2 separate regions of the Zea mays genome follow, and region 1 is linked to region 2. A link is a contact called in public Hi-C data. All regions are on one chromosome and are shown on one strand. Each heading gives the region's core, a stretch centred on a gene start, on an enhancer-like site or on the middle of the called end of the contact. The rest is flanking DNA. Distances are from core to core; before and after follow the strand shown. Region 1 holds the start of LOC100502326 (enolase). Region 2 holds the start of LOC100193567.

Region 1 (4,538 bases), core at 1,510-4,009, 220 kb after region 2:
TTCCAACAAACACAACAAGGGCAGCAGCTTCCTATTGGGTCATTGCATCAGGCTTCCATGGGTGGTTACTTCTTTAACTCATTGTATAGGTATGCAGTCTTGGTGTTGGCAGTCCCTATGATCAAAGGGAGTGAGGACTTATGGGTGGCTGTTTGGATTCAACAGCAGGCTGCTGACAGTTCTGTGTTCAAAGAGCAAGGTACTCTAGACCATACAAAGTGTTGGCAATGGTTGGGGCAATGGCATACCGTCTGCAACTTTCAGCCAAGGCACATGAGGGTGAGGAAATCTTCAACCACAGATTTGGTGGGAAAAGGGCAATGCAACAATCGTGCTGGTTGTGCTCCGAGAGTCAGGCATGTTGCTGGAGTTATCTACTTGGAGGGATTTTTATGCCGTGCAGGCTCGTTTTCCTACTGTCCTTGCTTGGGGACAAGCAAGTTTTGGCGAAGGGGGTAATGTCAGGATCGTGGATGGTGCCTAGGTAAGTAGTAGTGATTCAATATTAAGCCAGCTGTATTCTGCTATCCTAGGAAATCTATGAGCTGTCATTTAGCTGTCATTAGCTGTCATTAGAAGTATAGAAGAGAAGGGGATCGTGGCCTTGTGCTAGTCGGCTATAAAAATACATTGTAACTCTGATGTACGGGCATGAAATGAAATAACAGAAAGTTACCAGAACCACATACCTGTTCTCCTGGAAACTTACCAGGGTTCTAGCACCAGGAAGCTTGCTTCCACCAGATCTGTTGCTACTCACGGTGTTTGGCGGTGCTCCATCACCAACGGGTTGTGACAAGCTGCGACCGCTTTCCGGGCTCCACGTGCGTGCCGGGTGCCGCGGCAGAAAACGACCGCGAACTCCTTCCTCCTCGTGCTTGGCTGCGCCGGACCGGCAGCAGAAGAGATGCGAGAGTCTTGGCTCCATAAATCCAGCTCCTGCAGAGTCGCGGGCGGTGACCGGTGAGGTGGGGAAACAGGGGTGTCTGTGCCAGTGCCCAGTTGAGGTTCAGATTGGGTGAGTCCAAGGAAGGATCCAACCACCACCAGGCTTCTTTTTGCCCAGTCAGACAGATGTACAGGTCGCTTCAATTGCGTCCTCTGCCTATCCTGTTTCTGTTCCGGACAACAACGACACCATTCAATATGTGTCTAGAGCAAACCCTCGTTAGATCTACCTGTACAAGAAGTTACTCCGAGCTCCGTATAGAAGAAGAACAAGGTCAGTTCCAGACGGCTAACAGTAACACACCTACCTACACAGATTCTCTGAAGAAAGCCTCGAAATCATAACCTGCTTCTACATCTACAGTGTCTCGTACCATAACCACCGGCAGCGGAACCAGCCTCGCTGTTAGCATGAATTTGGCAGGAAGCGTGCTGCCCGGATACAAAGGGCAAGTTGACAGCGTCTCATCACCGATAGCTCTGCACAATGTTTCCACGAATTAGCTATCGATTTCCACGGATTGAAAACCAAACCTAAACCGATTAATCGAATAGCACAGAAAAATCGATCAAAAAACGAAATTTTATATTTGTTCCGCTTGGTTTTTAGGTTTCAGTTTTTTTTTTGCCCAACCCTAAGTGTGCGGGCGACCATGGCCAATTGGCCATGACAAGCCATGACGAACCCATAACACAACGAATAAATTTCACTAACTACATTAAACTTAAGTTGTTGGAGCATCTCTTGTGGAGGTTGACCAAAATGATGAATTTGGTCTCTAGATTTACCAATTTGGTGAATCTGGATTTGTGGACCATAATTATTTAACATTTTTTTTAAATAAAGTGCTACTGTTTTTTTAAACCAGTCACTGGAGCTGTTACAAACAAACCATTAGGCTTAGGTGCTTAAGTTTAGATCAAAATTGAGCACATGCCTTTCTGCAAATTTCAGATGATCCCGTGTTGCACTGGTGAGAATTCCCAACATCTGACACCTCGTGGCTCGTTCTCTTCCCCCTGAGCGAAGAAAAGAACGACATGGACAATTCTCGATTTTAGAGAACGAAGAGAGAAGCATTTTGGTCAGTTTCCATGGGAAGCAATTTTTTTAGAAAAAAATGGGAAAGAGGTGAAAATCTCATAAACCGGAGAAATTCACAATCTTGGTGTCAAATGTTATACGTCATATGAATTAGGCGTCAAACCCAGTGAGACCTGTAAAACGAATGTGAAATATAGAAATTTCTATAGTTGATTTAGTGTTTATTTATAAACTGTAATTTATTTCGTCTATAGTCTTTATCTATAGCAGTTGTATAATAATTATAAGGATATATACAGTGGTGTTTAATGTAGAGACTCTCGAGGTGTTTAAAGGGACCATTTGCAAAAGAGACGACTCAAGTAGCAATAGTCTACTCACTTTCCATTGTATAAATTTACCGTCTGTTATATTGATCCGATGTTGTATATACACATTTACTTCTGTATTTATTAATATACTATATTTATAGACACTCCATCGTAAAATAAAGTCTCTTATTTATCTATTGTGTTTTTAGAATCATTTCTCTTTACTATACATGCCTAAATACACAATCAATTAGATACGTATAGATATTCGCTTGTACAGAAAGTCGAATTTAAACCTGCTGCCGAGGCTCTCCTACGCCCTTTCGCTGGCGGTCTCTCTTTCAGATTGAACGAAGTCCTGGGCTTTGTGCCGGAAATTGAGAATTCAGCCCAACATCAAACAGGACCAACGCGTGCACACTGACCTTTCCCTGTGTCTCGTCTTCCTAGTTCAGGTCTCACCGCAAGCACCTCGATACGGCGGAGTCGTGGGGAACCGTGGAGGTGAGGTCGTGAGGAGAGGAAAATTTCCACCGCCGTGCAGCCATGTCGGTGCAGGAGTACCTGGAGAAGCACCTGCTCTCGCGCAAGATCGAGGAGGCCGTGAACGCGGCGGTCCGCGCCAAGGCCCCCGACCCGGTGCTCTTCATCGCGGGCCACATGCGGCGGGCGGCGCCCGCCGTGATCACGAGGGTTCGGGCGCGCCAGATCCTTGACGGGCACGGCGCGCCGGCTGTCGAGGTTGAGTTGCACACCAACAAGGCCATACACCGAGCATCCGCGGCCGGCTCGGGCGCGCTCGAGGGCGCCGCCGCCGACGCGGCCGGGGCCGCCGAGAGGCGGAAGATACTCGCCAAGGTGGTCGCCGACTCGGTGCGGATGATCAATGACAAGGTATCGGAGGCGCTCGTTGGGATGGATCCGCAGGAGCAGTCGCAGATCGACCAGGCTATCATGGACTTGAACAAGGCGCGCCACAAGGTGCACTCGGAGATCTTGTCCCTTTCCCCCATCTGCGTGTTTTTCTCTGAATTCTGCATTGCCAAACCCATGCTATACAGTGTACACAAACAACTGATGGCGCCATATGCTCAAGCAATACTTTACATTGGTACAGCCAATTTAGTGGCAGTATGTGGCACTAATTATTTTGGTCATATTTGACCGTTCAGAAATAATGCTATTCTTTGTACTGTCTAGTTGTGTTTCCACTTACCACTGCTGCCACAATTTTTTTGCACTGGATTTTGTTCCCTTATTTCTAGCAAATAGATTTTTTTGTCCAAATGGAAATAGCTGTGATATTGTATGAAATGCAGGCTGAGCTTGGAGTTGGAGCAAATGCTATGCTGGCAGTGTCAATTGCAGCTTGCAAAGCTGGTGCTGCTGAAAAAGAGGTGCTATTTTTCTGCTAAAATCATCATAATTTGATAAATGTGTCGTGTCACCACACAAAATTCTTACTGTTGGATCATTGGATGCTTGTTGCCGTGCAGGTTCCACTCTACAAGCATATAGCGAATCTTGTTGGCAAAAGCGCTACAACTCTTCCTGTACCTGCAATTACAGTCATTAATGGTGGAAAGCATGCTGGAAATGGTCTTCCCATTCAAGTATACCTCCAAACCTTTAGAATCTTGGAAGTTGACCTTTAGAATCTTGGAAGTTGAAGGCATTATTCTCATATTTTGTCCACTCGAGTCATCTTTTTCCTAAACAGAAATATATTAAGATAGATAATTTTTCATGTTCTGGAGTAATTATAAACCTTTCTTATTTGTAGGAAATTATGATCCTTCCTATTGGTGCTAAGAACTTTGAAGAAGCAATGCAGATGGGTTCTGAGACCTATCATCATCTCAAGGTAGCCTTCATGTCTAACATTCTGTGTTGGATGCATCTATATGTTAGCCACATAAGTGTTGTTGTCCACTTATACAGTTATACTTGGGTTCAATATGTTCATCAAACTGTTGGAAATAATCATGTGTCTAGGTGTACGCTAGTGTCTAGGTTAATAGCATTTACTTTAGCTAAATTTCACCATGGAGTAATAGAAAGTAATATTCAAATTAGTCGGGTAATATTCTGCATGTGTTAGGGGCTATCACAGCCTGATTTGTAGCTCATATTGGTCATATTCGTTGAGGCAAAGTACTGACATTATGAACATCTTAGCTCTTACAAATTTTGCCTTCAGATCGCCAGAAAGGTTTGCTCACTTTTGTAGATAT
Region 2 (4,973 bases), core at 367-2,866:
TTCAAAGTAACCATATTTTGGTTTGGCTAACTTGGGCATATATGGGCACCAAACCAAACACACCCTAATTGAATTGCAAACACCTATTTACCGACACCAAACAGTGATAAGTACATAACTAAATCATAAGCTCAAACTATTCTTTTTTTGTTGGCAAAAACTTACAGGAAAAGGCACAGGCTGTAACCTCACTCTAGTTAAAACAGTGACTATAATCTTCTACAAGGAAATTAACTCGTGTACCAACATTTCAAGTGAATTACAATCTTAACAATCCAAATTATTTTACACCTGAACATTTTAGAATAGTTTTTACAGAACTTTATCCAGAACTGGTAACAGTATCTTACCTGGGCAGCAAGACGTGTCCGCACCAAGTCCAGTGGATACGTCGCAGAAGCTGCAGTGATTCCTGATAAACCACCACCTAGCAATCTAACACCAACATCTGCACCAAATCCACCATTCTTCTCAAGACCCGGTAGCATCTGAAGCAACTGCACATCCGAAATAATAATAAAACTAAATTACTCCCATACCATTACAGTGGTAGAGATGATAAAAAAACCTGCGCTTACATTCTTGTATCTCTCATAGGCATAGAAACTAATTGAAGAGTAAGGCAACCGGTGAGCAATGGTAACAAGGTTCCCTTTCCAGAAAGCTCGAAAACCTTCTTCATAGACAATGCGGGATGCTTCACGCCATATGCTAGTATTGCGCATTGTAGCCACATCTGAGTGCATTCCTTGTACCTGCAAGTACGATTCATAAATTTCACTAAAGCCACACAATCATATTGCGAAAGAGTAGAACAACAAAACTAAGCCACACTATCAAGGATTTCTCCAGAAAAATCAGAAAAGCAACTATGTGATCAGCATTCCTTTAAATAGCCAAACAAGTTGTCTGCTGCCAAAGTAAAATGAGATAATGCATTATGGTTACTATTTTCTCCACAAATCCTAGTAAGATTGCAGCCAATTCATTCCAAAAAGAAAAGAAAAGATGTGACGTACTCCGTGGCTTAGTTATAAACACCCGAGGAAATAATAGCCTAATCTGCTATTTACACGAGTCGCACTCTGAGCATTTGAGTAACCTGGCGAGCAGAACTGCAGAAGCAAGACCGCCCTCCCTATGATACAGACGCACCTGAAAGAGGATGGTGAGGCGTGCGAGCGGGGCGGTGCAGGTCTTGCTGACTGCGCCAGCGACGCCGCCGGCGAGGAGATGGGGCACGGTCCCGAGCTGCGGCTGGTGGTGCTGCAGCTGCTGCTGCTGCTGCTGCTGCGTCGTGTACCTCCGGGCGGCGGACGCCGCGGCGCCGGTGCCGTCCATCGTGGCGGCGGCCATCCCCACCCTCGCCTCCGTCTGCATCCGCTTCACCCTCTCGTCGCGCCGCCACTCCAGCCGCCTCGAGAGCCTGGGTCCTAGAGCCGAGCGGAATCGAACAAGCGAAGATCAGCGACCAGACCGAATGCGTGAGGAGGACGCGGGCGTTAAACCCTAGCAGACTTGGGAGCAGATTCGGAGTGCAGAGGTGAGCAGAGAGGGGCTTAGGGTTTGAAGGGATTTTCTATTTTTCTCATGCTCCGGAGGTCGGCGGCCGCGAATAAAGACACGGGCATGGATTGCGTAAAAAACCATCCGCTAAAATAGGCGGGATTGTTCAACTACTTGAGGCCACCCCTTTTATTTCTCTCCATTTATTAGTTTTATCATGCCAACTACAAATTTACTGTTGAAAACGGATTTTTTTTTTCTTTCTATAATTCTATTATTTCAGTGAATTGCATATTAATTTAGCACGCCAGCGTGAAACTTGGCCAATCCCGATCATGGGATTGTAGTGAACTGAGTGTCAAAAATCCTCTATTTAGGTCTAGTTTGAAAACTTCATTTTCTTGAGAGATTTCTATTTTTACAAAGAAATTTGGTTTATTTTTTCTTGAGAAATTGAAAATCTTTTGAAAAAATAGATTCCTAAACTAATTCTTCTTATTTTTTTAGGTAATTAACTAGCTGAGTTCTGCGGACTACAAGCGTGGACGAGGAAGACATGTGCTCGTGGGATACGCGCTCGTTGCGAAAACAATGTCAAATAGGTATCAAGATTTTTCAAAAGAAAGTATTTTTCAATTGGTATTTTAGTTAGCCTCTACATAAATTTTCAATTAGTATCTTATTTGGCTTCAAAGTTTCAAACAAGGATAGAGATTTCAATTGGTATAAGTTTATTTGGCATCTATTTAAAAAACCATCTTAAAAGCTAATAGGAGAATTTCTTCAAGTGAGCTTTTATTTAGTCAAAAGAAAAGCATTTTAAAATAGAATAGGAATTTCAAATCTTGAAAATGCTTCTTACAATCATATTCTTATAACTTTGACTACTTGCAAAGATTTTGAAAAAAGATTTTTCCAAAAGATTTGCAAAAACAAAATAGTGGTGCAAATGTGCTCCAAAATGTTAAATAAGAGAAGCAATCCATTCATTTTAGACACATGCATAAAGTCTTTCAATTGGTTCAATTCTAAGTAACATATGCACATTTATCATAATTGCAAACTAGTCACATTTCTGCACTTTATATTTGCTTTGGTTTGTGTTGACATCAATCACCAAAAAGGGGATATTGAAAGGAAAATGGGCTTAATCATTTCCAATAATCAATTTTGGTGGTTGACGTCCATCACAAACCACGTGGAGTAACTAGTTTGCCTAGATATCATTTATCTCAGGTGCATAATGTTCAACACAAACCAAGAAAGAATTCAAGTTGGGGACTCAAATTAATTTGGAGCAAGACTTGAGAGTGTGCTGAAAAATAACGCACCGGACACTGTCCGGTGCCCCAGGCTAGGCATTCAACGAACAGGCCACTCTCGGGAATTCAATGGGCTTGCTCCGCTATAATTCACCGGATCCGGTATGCACCGGACTGTCCGGTGTGCACCGAACTGTACGGTGAGCCAGCGGAGCAACGGCTAACTGGCGTCAATGGTCGACTGCAAAATGAACAGTGCACGTGAACAATGATGAACAGTGCGTGTCAGAGTCAGAACGCAGAAGTCAGAGGGTACCGGACATGTCCGGTGCGGCACCAGACTGTCCGGTGCAGCTACAGGACAACAGCTCCAATGGTCGACCAGCTCCAAACCCCAACGGGCGTGTTGACGTGGCACGCACCGGACAATGAATAGTGATTGTCCGGTGCTCCACCGGACTGTCCGGTGTGCCCATCGCCAGCAGACTCAGCCAACGGCTATGGAAGTGGTTGGGTGCTATAAATACCCCCCAACCACCTCATTCAAAGCTATCACACCCGGTTTTGGAAGGCAACCCGAATGCGAATCATGTACGTGTCAGGATCAGCAATTCACGTACACAGCAATTACATAACTGGACATCATCACACAGTGCTCAAATAATAACATAAAAGGGTAATAATAGTCGATTACATCATGATGTCTGATACATCCACATAGTCTTTAACAGTAATCAAAGTGTGAAAATGAAACGTAGATACACGCGGCCTTCACAGGCAGCCGACTAGGGGTTGCCGCTAACCCACGCCTAAAACTCGTCGTACTCTTGGAACTCCTGGAAGTCTTCCTCCACGACTTCATCTTCTCCTGAGCAGTGGTTGCAACGTGGACAACCTGAGGGTTTGGTGTGTAAAGCAAGGGTGAGTACACATCAACATACTCATCAATTGTCTCGTTTGGCTATAGTGGACTAGCTTTATGTGGAGTTAAGTCAAGCAGTTGCTTTTAGTTGGTCAGGTTATTATTACTAGTAGAAAGCCAGGTTTTAGCATTAACCCAAGTTATTAACCCAAAGTACCCTTTCCAAACGGAAAGAATACCACTTACCATTACCATAGTCATAACCATCATCCTCGTCACTGAAAGGGAAATGTGCCCTTGGGCCATTTCTAAGTATTTTGGTGATTGAGTGTCAACACAAGTGCTTAAATGTGAATCAATGCCCATGGATGAACAAAATGCAAATCTAGAGCAAAGGTATGTTTCTAAGTCTTAGTACATTGGTTTTGTGTACTAATATACTTGTCTAAGTATCAGAAACAGGAAGAAGAAGAAAAGAGGAGAGTTGGCTGTGTACAGCCAAAAGGCTGTTTCGGTCTGGGGTACCGGACTGTCCGGTGGTGCACCGGACAGTGTCCGGTGCGCCAGGCTGCCTCGGGCGAACTGGCCGCTCTCGGAAATTGACTGGCGACGTACGGCTAAAATTCACCGGACTGTCCGGTGTGCACCGGACTGTCCGGTGAGCCAACGGTCGGCCGCGCGATCTACGCGGGACACGTGGCCGAGCCAACGGTCGGAAGGGGGCACCGGACTGTCCGGTGTGCACCGGACATGTCCGGTGCGCCAACGGCTCCCGCATCTGCAACGGTCGGCTTCGCTATTTAAGGAAGGGAATCGGGCACCGGACAGTGTCCGGTGTGCACCGGACTGTCCGGTGCGTCCGACGACAGAAGGCAAGGATGGCCTTCTGGATTTGTTCTCAACGGCTCCTAGCTGCCTTGGGGCTATAAAAGGGACCCCTAGGCGCATGGAGGAGTACACCAAGAATTCCTACAACATTCCTAAGCACCAAGACATCGATCTCACGCATTCGTTTCATCGTGATAGCATCTAGAGCTCTTGTTGAGTTGCGAACTCTTTGAGTTGTGTTACGAGCTCTTGTTGCGACTTGTGTGCGTGTTGCTGCTCTGATCTTTTGAAGTCTTGTGTGCGTTGCTCATTCCCCCTTTGCTCTGTGTTCTTTGTGAACTTCAATTGTAAGGGCGAGAGGCTCCAAGTTGTGGAGATTCCTCGCAAACGGGATTGAGAAAAAGCAAGCAAAACACCGTGGTATTCAAGTGGGTCTTTGGACCGCTTGAGAGGGGTTGATTGCAACCCTCGTCCGTTGGGACGCCACAACGTGGAGTAGGCAAGCGTTGGTCTTG

What was found. A called contact is a pair of places that touch in the nucleus more often than the background predicts.
Region 1: a contact with region 2 is called in a Hi-C map of leaf, with 4 times the contacts expected there. The contact joins the promoter of LOC100502326 here to the promoter of LOC100193567 in region 2. A contact is called at or near these places in 2 of 25 Hi-C or Micro-C datasets (ear and leaf).

What each region holds. Positions count from the first base shown.
Region 1 is chr9:146,556,598-146,561,135 of Zm-B73-REFERENCE-NAM-5.0, forward strand. LOC100502326 (enolase) reads left to right here and starts at 2,760. Exons shown (of 11, transcript NM_001363265.1): 1 at 2,760-3,285; 2 at 3,624-3,701; 3 at 3,801-3,917; 4 at 4,088-4,168. The coding sequence starts at 2,851.
Region 2 is chr9:146,338,732-146,343,704 of Zm-B73-REFERENCE-NAM-5.0, forward strand. LOC100193567 reads right to left here and starts at 1,617. Exons shown (of 7, transcript NM_001349705.1): 1 at 1,156-1,617; 2 at 579-755; 3 at 351-497. The coding sequence starts at 1,380.